3 separate regions of the Mus musculus genome follow, and all the other regions are linked to region 2. A link is a contact called in public HiChIP or PLAC-seq and promoter capture Hi-C data. All regions are on one chromosome and are shown on one strand. Each heading gives the region's core, a stretch centred on a gene start, on an enhancer-like site or on the middle of the called end of the contact. The rest is flanking DNA. Distances are from core to core; before and after follow the strand shown. Region 1 holds the start of Oxtr (oxytocin receptor). Region 2 holds the start of Mtmr14 (myotubularin related protein 14). Region 3 holds the start of Lmcd1 (LIM and cysteine-rich domains 1).

Region 1 (3,597 bases), core at 1,097-3,596, 750 kb before region 2:
CCCTAAGAAGCACCCATCTGGGGTCTGCCGCCATTGGTATTAGAGTCCCTCTACACCACAGGGGCTAGGACCCTTAAATCCTGCTGAGGACGCAGCTAGGCCTGGAGCTTTATTTAAAAATTCCCACTTTAGCCTTGTACCTCACACAGCTCTCCGGCTGTGGCTGGTCATTTCCTGGTTCAGGACGCCTCAGATTGAGCTGTCAACTCTGGCCAAATTTGCTATGCGACCCAGGAGAAATGATCTTTTTAAGGCCTTTGTAATGTGTGACCAGAGACCACACAATGGACAGAGTCCTCATAGCAATCTTTGCCTCATAGCCACTTACAGGCTATCAGTAAATACCGAGTGACAGGTGACCTGGCCACTGTGGAGCAAGGCAAGACGGCTCAGTGAATCCAGGCATCTGTGGTTTCCAGAAGGGAACAGAGGAGAGCAGTGAAACTCAGGTCCCCTGCACTGAGAACCTAGCTACCCCAGCGGAGGGATTTGCTGTTGGGAACAGCGGTGATTATATCCATAATACAATTTTGCACCGTCTAGGGTTAGAACAGACAAGTCCTTTCTGGCTGGTCTGTGAGGGAGACCAGGTCCTCCTACCCTTTTCCCCAGCTCTCTGGTTCCCCAGCCTCCTCCTCCTTCCTCAGCCCCCACTGGCTTCTAATGCATGCAGGCCACCATCCTATCCTACAACCTCGCTGGTCCTCCAGGGAGGATGGCTCTTTCTTCCTGCATCACAATCACACAGCCTCCCGATCAAAGCTGACCACTGTCCCCTTGGCTCCCTCCCTTGTCACCCCAGACCTATCTCTGTCCTCTAACCTACTCACCTCTCCTTTACTTCTGCCACACGAGACACTCTGGAATTGTCTTGACCTCTCCAGCGGTCCCTTAGAAGACCTATTCAGCTTTCACTGGACACCCAGTCAGCTTTCACGGGACCAACTGTTCTTTTCTTAGGTTGACCCTATCCAATCCGGACTTTCTGTGCTCAGGCTGACTTAAACTCATAAATTAAACTCAAAGTAGAGAAAGCCTGAGCCTGTGGTCAGGATGAAAACCCACTTCCATTCTGTCTCTCTGTAGGAAAGACAGTCGCCTGCCTCAGTTTCCCCCTCCTCAATAAGAATTTTCACACTGAAAGTTGCCCCAGGCCTGCACTGGAGTTCTTGCCTGCCTTCTGGCAAGAGTTTGCACTCTCGTGGGTATTTCTATGCTGTAGTCCTGGAGACACAGAGAAGTGACCTCCTCAAAGTCCAGAGACTGATGGACCTCGGGAGTGGAGTGCCACCAGAGACTGATGATGATGTGGAACCAGAAAGACCCTAGAACCCTGGGAGTCCAGAGATAGTGGAAGTAGGGCCTGGCCCTGCCACCCTCTTCCTCTCCACCCTCACTACCTTCTTTGGGCGCATTGACGTCCCAGACGCTCCACATCTGCACGAAGAAGAAAGGCGTCCAGCACACGATGAAGGCCAGAACAATGATGAAGGTCATCTTCACTGTGCGGATTTTGGCCTTGGAGATAAGCTTGACACTACTGACCCGTGCCAACGCCGCACGGCCAGCTCCACCGGCTGCGTCACTCCCCTCGGCAGCTGCCGCCGCGGCTGCCGTCTTGAGTCGCAGATTCTGCCAGATCTTGAAGCTGATGAGACCATAGCAGGCGGCCAGCACGATGACCGGTACAATGTAGACGGCGAGCGTGATCCACGTGACGTAGGCCTTGGGTCCCCAGGGCTGGATGAAGACCGCCCAGCAATCGAAGACGCCGTCCGCCACTTCGCGCAGCGAGAAAATGTGCACCTGCGGCACGCTGGCCACCAGGCAGCCGAGCCACGTCGCCAGCACCGCCAGGCGGTCGGTTCGGCGGCGCAGTGAGCGCAGCGGCTGGCAGATGGCCAGGCAGCGGTCGAGCGACATCAGCAACAGCAGGTAGGTGGAGGCGAACATGCCCACCACCTGCAAGTATTTGACCAGACGACACAGCAGGTCGGGCCCGTAGAAGCGGAAGGTGATGTCCCACAGCAGCTGCGGGAGAACCTGGAACACGGCCACCACCAGGTCGGCGATGCTCAGGTGCTTCATGAAAAAGAAGAGGCGCGAGTGCTTGTGGCGCGTCGTACGCAGCGCCAGCAGCACGCACGCGTTGCCACTCAGAGCCAGGAACAGTATGAGACACAGGACCGCCACCTCCACGCGCGCCAGGGCCTCGTTGCGTCGTGGCGGCCCGGCCGTGAGGTTACCCTCCGCCCCTGGTGGCACTCCACTCCCGAGGTCCAACTCGATACTCCAGTTGGCTGCGGGCGTGCCCTCCATGACCAACCGCGACCGCGACCGCGACCCTGAGGGAGCACCCGGCCTTGAGGCTCTTTAAAGTGTGGCACGTGGGGCGGGGCCCGGCGCTCAGTCCAGGTGTCTATGGGAGCACTCTGGCACTGACCTGCCTGTCCTCTCCCTGAAACAAACCAGGAGAACCGTGACAAGACCGTTGCGCTTCACTTAGGACCCGCGAGTGGGGCGTGTGTGTCCCCTCCCTGGGAATTTGAAGTTACCTGAGTCTCAGTGCACCAGCCCAGCCTTGGAGCTGCGCAGTGGTGGTGACTTCTCGGTGGTGACCGTAGGAATCCTAGTTTGAGGTACCTCCTTTGAGCTTCTGCAGATGCCCCTGCGCTTAGGTCCCAGGAAAGAGTCAGCCGCTCTGCCTGCAGAGAGGAAGCTTGCGATTAACCACTCTGCCCAAGAACAAGGACACACACCCCCAGCAGCCTCTCCCCACAGAGAACCCCCAAACCTACACCTCTCCTGTCAGGACACAGCACAGCCACGCCCTAAGGGATCCCCGAAGCCAGCCCCCGTAGTAAAAAGCTTTACTACGGGTACATCTTCCTGGGGTCCCCCCAAAAGCCCATCCTTCTTCACCTCCTGCTTCCAAGACTCAGCCCCAGCTCCCACAACTTCCCAACGCCGCTTGCTTCCGGAGGGACTCCCGCCTGCGAGCATAGTGCCCCCTCCTTACCTCCCACCCACCCCCACCCCCACCCCCACCCCCGCGCAACGCAAGGCTGCTATGCCAAAGACCCCAGAGGACGCCTTTCACAGAATCCCCAGCCCAGGAGCCCCGACAGTCAGGGGCTTTGCACCTTCGTCCAAGCTGTCACTTTTCAGTCTCTCTCGGTACACCCTGAGCACCTCCCGGAACCAGAGACGTGAAACGCGCCAGATCCTTCCCTCCGAACCTGAGGGTCCTACAGGTAGGTCCTAGGCATCCTGTCGCCACAGTGCGCAGGACCCAGCCACTTGAAGCGAGACTGCAGGTTAGCCCAAAGTTGCCTTGCCACCGGGGAAGTTGCACCACAGTGGATGGCCTCAGAGATGCATGGATTCTCCGCCCAGATTGGGAAAGCTGCTGGCGCCACCCTCCGTGCCACCAGGGGTAGAGATCTCGGCGTCTTTGCAAACTCCTACCTAGCCTGCGGCTTTGCTGGTGGCTGGATGCCTTAGGAAGGCAAGGGGAGAGCGCCAGCCAGGCTGTGAGCTGACCGAGTCAGCGCGCGGCGCTGTCTGAAGCTTTTCCACAACGGGAACCCTGAGCTG
Region 2 (3,348 bases), core at 630-3,129:
AGGGTTTCTCTGTATAACCCTGGCTGTTCTGGAACTCACTCTGTAGACCAGGCTGGTCTCAAACTCAGAAATCTGCCTGCCTCTGCCTCCCAAGTGTTCAAGTGTTGTGATTAAAGGCGTGCGCCACCACACCCGGCTGCATTTTTTTTTTTAAAGCCCAATAAGATATCACTAGTAGGGCTGGTGAGACAGTGTGTGTGTATTTACCAAAAATATCTACAAAATAACTCATAGCAACAGATTTTTTTGAGAGTCGCACACTGTAGTACCACAGCTGGTCTTGATGGCTCCTTTGTCTTTTTGCCTCAGCTTTCGGAAGGCTTCACTCACAGGTGTAAGCCATTGCGATTGACTAGAAAAATCTTAGAGACATTATGTTTGTTCTACTTTTGTTGCTATGATAAAAACAAAAGCAAGCCAAGAAGAGGTTTATTGAGCTCACACTGTCACATCAGTGACATCATCATTGAGGACCATCAGGCAGGACAGGAACTCAAGCAAGAACCTGGAGGCAGAAAGTGAAGCAGAGGCCATGGAGAAATAAACACTGATTACCAGCTTGATCCCTGTAACTCTCTCAGCCTGCTTTATTCTACAACCCAGGACCACCTCTCCAAAGTGGATACCTCCCTCTGCATCAATTAGCAATCAAGAAAAGGCCCCACAGACATGCTCAGAGGCCAACCAGGTGGAGGCAATTACTCAACTGAAGAGTCCTTTCCCCAAGTTGGGAAGCAAGAATAATCATCACAGTTTAGAAGACGAGACTAAATAATAATTTTTTTAAAAAATGCATATTTTGATTCTATTTGACCATCGCCAAAAGGGAAAACTAATTTCCAGTATTAGAATTCAGGACAGGACCTAGTTGAGCATGAAGAGTGACTGACAGTCAGCAGGGGTTGTGGTTTGTGTTTTCCTTAGATTTCTTTACAAATCTAAGAAAATGAGTACTTTTAGGCACTATGTTAACTTACTATGTTTTCACAGCATCAATTTCATTTTGAGAGTTTTCTTTCGACATAAGTTATAGCTTAATCAACTGTCTGACTGATGGCCAAATGAGCAATTCTCCCTCAGATATACAATACTGAAGGAGGCCTTAACACCTTCTCTCTAAACATCAATACTTGGGGGTAGATAGTACACACATCTTCTGAGACTAACAATTCTAGGAATTTGGGACTGATATTTGAGATTCTCAGCACCCAGAAAGTGGAGGCAGGTGAGTCAGGAGTTCAAGGCCAGCCTTGGCTATACCACAAATAATTACCTACATCAAACAACAAACACCAGCCCAATACACAAACAACTCCCTAGACAGGGAAGAACTGAGCAGGAGATTGGCACGTGTTGATTTATGATGAAAGCAGCTGATAGGAAAATGAAGGAACATTATTATCTACACTTTTTTAAACATTTTTAAAAAATTAAGGTGTGGTCTGGGCTAGTCTCAAATGCCTGATTCTCACGCTTCATCCTCTGGCGTTTGCCTACTGACACCAGCTAGAAAATCTTTTTAAATAAATAGGATGATGGTCCACGCTATATTGGCAGGGACGTCCATAAGAGCAGTGGAGAAGTGCTGTTTGAAATGCTGTTTTGATTCTTGCAGCTCTCGTCTTCTTGCTGCCAGCACTAACTCAGGCCTCCGGCGGTTCCTTCCTCTCTTGTTGCCAATGGTTCCCGCCTTTCCCCTCCCCGCAGCCGCGGTGGTTTAGCCCGGCTTCCCCCGGGGAAACCCCTTGGGCGGAGCGCGGCCCCCGCCGTGAGGCCACTTGGATCCCTCCGCGTCAGGGGTGGGCCGGGGACCTGTGGGCCGGGCACGAACCCCGGGCTCTGATTGGCTGCGGCGGGAGTAAACATCCGGAGAGGTGGGGCGGGGCCGGAAGTGGAAGAAGAAGGCGGCGGCTGAGTCGGTTCAGGAGGTTTTAGAGCCGGAGTCCGAGCTTCAGGTGCCATGGGCTGGGGGAAGGCGCCCTGAGGGGACTCGAGGCTGTGCATGGCGGGTGCTCGGGCCGCCGCCGCCGCCTCGGCGGGTTCCACCGCCTCGTCGGGCAGCCCGCCGCCTCAGGAGCCCGGGCTCTGGGAGCTGCTGGAGGAGTTCTCCCGGACTCAGTACCGTGCCAAGGACAGCGGCGGGAAGAGCGGCTCTAAGGTGAGCCCCAAAGGTGCAACGACCTGAACTGGTCCCTGGCCTGAGTTACCGAGGGAAGACTGTGGTTCGGGATGGGAGGAGAGCTGGAATGAGACCTCCTTGGGGAGGCACGGGAGAGGAACTTATCCAGGATATGGACTCAGAGAGTAAGGATCCGGCTTTACACCAAAGAGGAGGACCGAAGCTCCTTGTGGGTTTTGGGGTGGGGGGTTGCTTTAACAGGGGTTTGGAGGTCAAGGGTCGGAGTTGTGGGCCAGGTGCAAAGGTTAGACAATAGGAACGCTACCCTTCGTGAGCCTAGGAGGGGTTACCAACAGATTCAAAACAAAAAACAAAACCCCTAAAATCTAAGTAAAAATGGGGAAGAGACTCCTCTGGACCAGAGATCAGAGTAGAAGTCTGGAGTAGTGTGACATTATGGAGCCCAGAGAACAGCGGAGTGTGTCACCTCCTTATAAGGTACCAGCATGACTTAGGCCCTTCCCTTTCCTTTCCTGTAGAGCAAGAAGAGAACCCACATTCCCTTTCTGTTCCTTTTATCAGAAGTCTCTGTCCGTTGTCCCCCCACCCCGGGAATTTCCCTCTGCCCTAGTCACCAGGCCTGAAAAGAGAGCTGCTGATCTGGTCGAGGCATACTGACCTCAGCACTGATAGACCCGGCCCTTTCTCTTTCCCAGTGTGGCATTACACATTGGCGTTGGTCTCTGTGCTGGGCCATAAAACTGGTTTGGCCCCAGAGGTTACCTAGGGGCTGAGACATCTTCTATTAATCTCTGAAGTAACAACCTAAGAAAGATCACTAATGTGGTATTATCGGACCAGACAATTAAGTACCTTTCAGATTATAATTGGCATCATTTGGAGCTCTTGTTAAACACAAAGATTTCTGGTCTTAGATTCTCTTAAAGCACAATGTCTGGGGAGGCAGACCCTAGAATTTGTACTGTATGTTCAGAAAAGCCTTAAATGCGTTATCCCAACCAAGGCCAGTCATGCACTCCTGTCCTTCTGTCTCCACTTCCTAGGTGATGGGGTTACAGGTGTTTACCCTCATGCTTGGTTTCTGTGGTGCTGGAGATTGAACACAGGTTTTTATGCATGCCAGACCGGCATTCTACCAGCTGAGCTACATCACCAGCCTTGGTGTGTGTTGAGGCGTGGTTTTTTGTCTGTGGCCCTGGCTTGGTTTC
Region 3 (3,369 bases), core at 259-2,758, 960 kb before region 2:
CAAACTAATTGTAGCAGACACCTATGAGAAAGAAATATAGGAAGGTCACCAATGGAAAACCTTCTCCAGGAGTCTGGAAAGGGAATCATGGTTTGGGGCAGAAGGGACTGGCGATGATTTGCGACTCCGGAAGAGCACGACAGGTTAAATACTCAGCAATAGGAAGTCTCTGATTAGAAGACTGAAGGATATACTTTAAGATCTATATTGGATCTCCTGCAGGCAATCTTTCACTTTCACCCACTGGAATCCCAGTTTCTGGCAGGAGATTTTGCCCATGTGGGTTGTAGAAAGGCCTCCTCACCTCATGACAGGTGAAGCAGGATTGTTCTGGATAAAAAGGTACCTGTTCTGTATTCTCTTGTGGCAGGGGAGTCGAAGTCGGGAAAGCAGTCTCCGAGAGCAACGTGAGCTCCGGAGCAAACAGCCTGGCCAACTTACAGAAACCATTGTTAGATGTTTCATGGATACTTCATTCCAAGGGTGAGAAACAGATAGATTTTGCTCATCCAGACTTGCAAGACTTAATTACTAATTTTCACAGTCTATCCTTTACAGTCTCGTGCTCCAACCCCTGGGGCCAGTTCCGATCTCACCGTTTTAGACTAAACAAGTCCTATCGAAGAGCACACCTTTGATCACCTGACTATCTCTCCTCGTTTTCTCAGTTGGAACCATAAAAATAATTTTGAAGCTATAATATGGGAACGGCTCCCTGGGTATGGATATTTGCTGCTGCCAAGCCTGATGACCAGAGTTTGATGCTGGGAGCCCACTTGGTGGAAGGAGAGAATTGATGTCCACAAGTTATTCTCTGACCTCCACACACATGCACTCTCTCTCTCTCTCTCTCTCTCTCTCTCTCTCTCTCTCTCTCTCACACACACACACACACACACACACACAGAGAGAGAGAGAGAGAGAGAGAGAGAGAGAGAGAGAAAGAATATTGTTTTCTTCCTCTGAGAAGTTTAAAAGTTATTTTTAAAAAAGATATTTTAAATTTTTAAAAAAATTTTTGTGGCTATTGTTTTTAACAAATGATAATGTACTAGAGTCTTTTCTCTCTGGTTACTAGAGACCTTAGCCAGGTTAGGGTCAGTTGAGGCTTCTGGAGACCACCTGCCCCCGCGCACCCCCCTGGGACAAGGGGGAAGAGGTGGGCAGAGAGCACTGCTCAGCATTTATTTTTGGACCCAGCTCTCTAAAAATACCTTGGCTCTCCTATTTGCTCTCTCTTTTGACCTGAATGGATCTGCCTGGGTCTCCTCTGCCCCTCCCTCTGCTCCTTGCCCTTTAAAGGAGAAGGGCGTGGGGAGGGATTCCTGCCGCCTAGGGGACAGCTGTGAGCCCGAGGTGGCAGGGCAGCCGGCTAAGCTGACGTCAGGGTAGAGTTTAGCCAAGTTCTCAGCCTCCCTGCAGAGGCCACCCTAAGGGAGGGATGCAGCTTTTTGCTCTGATTGGCTGGCCTGGAGTGGGTGTCCACGCGCATTGGCTGGTCACTTTTTAGAGGGAGTCCCGCTCTCCAATTAAAGCGGGCAGCGGCGCGGCTCTGAGCACAGAGCCGCCGGCTGCACACAGGCAAAGGAACCTGAACTTGGCCATTCAGCAGCGCTGTCCAGGCTGCGCGCTCCCTCTGGCCCCTGCCTGAGAAGCCAGGTGCTGTTTCTGCACCGCCAGGATGGCAAAAGTGGCTAAGGACCTCAACCCTGGAGTGCAAAAGGTGAGCGAGACCCCTCTGTATTCCTGTATCCTTCAGATCCCACTGCTCTCAGACGCACTGAGTACCTAGGGACACTTTAATGGTTGCATCAAATCCACAGAAAGCACAGAAAACAGAATAGGTGACAATACTTATTTGAGGTGACAGGTTGACCCCTCTCCAAATTGCCCTTAAAGCCATTGTTAAGAAAGTATTTGCACTGTGCCGTAGTTCTTTATTGATGCTGATTAAAGGTGAACTAAAGTTAAAATTTAGAGGGAGGGAATAGACGCTTATTTGTGGTCATGGGAAACGTCTTGGCTTTCCCTTGCCTGTACCCTCCAACCCCCTGATGTGCCTTTAGTGAAGGTTGGGGGACTGTGATGCAGCCCCTCCCCCTTCGCTAGCCTCCCAGAGTTGTGTGGTTTCCCCAGCACACAGAATAGTTTCTTTTGGTGCAGTTGGCAATAGCAGCCATTCTAGCTCAGGGGAACTAATTTCTGTCCCCAGAGTCTGCACGTTTCCCTTTCAAGAAGGGCTGGCCCAGAGCCCAGAAGGTCACGGGTAAATTGCTGCAGGCGGGGCCAGCAGCTGTGCCTACAGCTCTAAACTGGCTGCCTGCTTACCTGAGGTACACTGAAAGCAGAAGACTGGGCTATGAGAAGACGTAGGGGACAGGAAAGCAGCAATGGCTTCCCAGATGGGGAAATAAGAGGCATGGGTGAAAGAGAGGTGGCTTGCAGGGGACAGAGATGTTCAAACCCTGGCCCTTGGTCTGGCACATTTTAGCTGTACAACAGCGATAAACTCAAATCCTTAGCCGCTCTTTCCCTATCTAGAATGTAAGGAGGAGAGACAGCCAGTACTTTTAACAGCAATCTTGATAATGTAGGCTAACATGCCCAAGCAGTAATTATTAAGCTATTCTCTCAGAGTATTCAATCTTGCAGGGCAAAGTTCTCCTTTGCTGACATTTGGTGGGAGGTAGAAAAGCAAAGGAGAGAAAAAGAGACCGTAGAGCTCAGGGAGAATGGAGGTGGGAGAGGGGAAGCCCCAGACCTCCTGCCCTCCCACTCCTGAGCCTAGTGATTCCTTCTGCACATGGCATCCAATCAGACTTAGTCTGGGCATCTCCCTGATGCATTCACCAGACTATTTGCAGAATCAAGTGTCATCTCTCATCCAGAATTCACAGAGCACTGAGACCTGAGTGTGGGGGATACCTGCTAGTCTCTAATTATATATGGACTTCACTTTTCCTGCTCTCTTTCCCCATGTGTTTGAGGTCAATGATTTGCAAGTGTGTTGCTATAAGCCGGTTGACATCCTAGAATGTGAGATGAAGTCTATAAAGATCCCTCCCCTTCATCAAGAGCCCAGGCCACACTTAGAGAAAGCTTTGCTTTTATTGTCCCTTGCATAGGAGGGTGTGATTCTCTGGATTAGAGATGGAACATGTTCCTCTTCATGTCACCGTCTGTTGCCAACTTCCTTGGCTTGCGAAGGTTTTATTTTCCATTTAGATCCAATTACAGGCTTAGAGAAAGAATGAAGTGGGTAAAGATGAAAGGGTGGGTATCTTTTACCTCTTGGAATTTTAACCATTGGGGAAGATCAGCAAGGGGGTGGATTAACCAATGTCTTCACCCTAAAGAGTGGAGGGAAGA

Evidence for each region. Promoter capture Hi-C pulls out the DNA fragments that hold promoters and counts their contacts. HiChIP or PLAC-seq counts read pairs in DNA pulled down with a chosen protein or histone mark.
Region 1: a contact with region 2 is called in a promoter capture Hi-C map of 3T3-L1-derived adipocytes, with 2.3 times the contacts expected there. The contact joins the promoter of Oxtr here to the promoter of Mtmr14 in region 2. A contact is called at or near these places in 2 of 39 promoter capture datasets (3T3-L1-derived adipocytes and liver).
Region 3: a contact with region 2 is called in a FOXA1 HiChIP or PLAC-seq map of pancreatic cancer cells. The contact joins the promoter of Lmcd1 here to the promoter of Mtmr14 in region 2. A contact is called at or near these places in 1 of 39 promoter capture datasets (liver) and 1 of 115 datasets of contacts at active chromatin or transcription factors (pancreatic cancer cells).

Annotation. Positions count from the first base shown.
Region 1 is chr6:112,487,479-112,491,075 of GRCm38.p6, forward strand. Oxtr (oxytocin receptor) reads right to left here and starts at 2,347. Exons shown (of 2, transcript NM_001081147.2): 1 at 1,401-2,347. The coding sequence starts at 2,319.
Region 2 is chr6:113,235,964-113,239,311 of GRCm38.p6, forward strand. It overlaps Mtmr14 (myotubularin related protein 14), which reads left to right and starts at 1,880. Exons shown (of 19, transcript NM_026849.2): 1 at 1,880-2,158. The coding sequence starts at 2,003.
Region 3 is chr6:112,272,250-112,275,618 of GRCm38.p6, forward strand. It overlaps Lmcd1 (LIM and cysteine-rich domains 1), which reads left to right and starts at 1,509. Exons shown (of 6, transcript NM_144799.2): 1 at 1,509-1,723. The coding sequence starts at 1,682.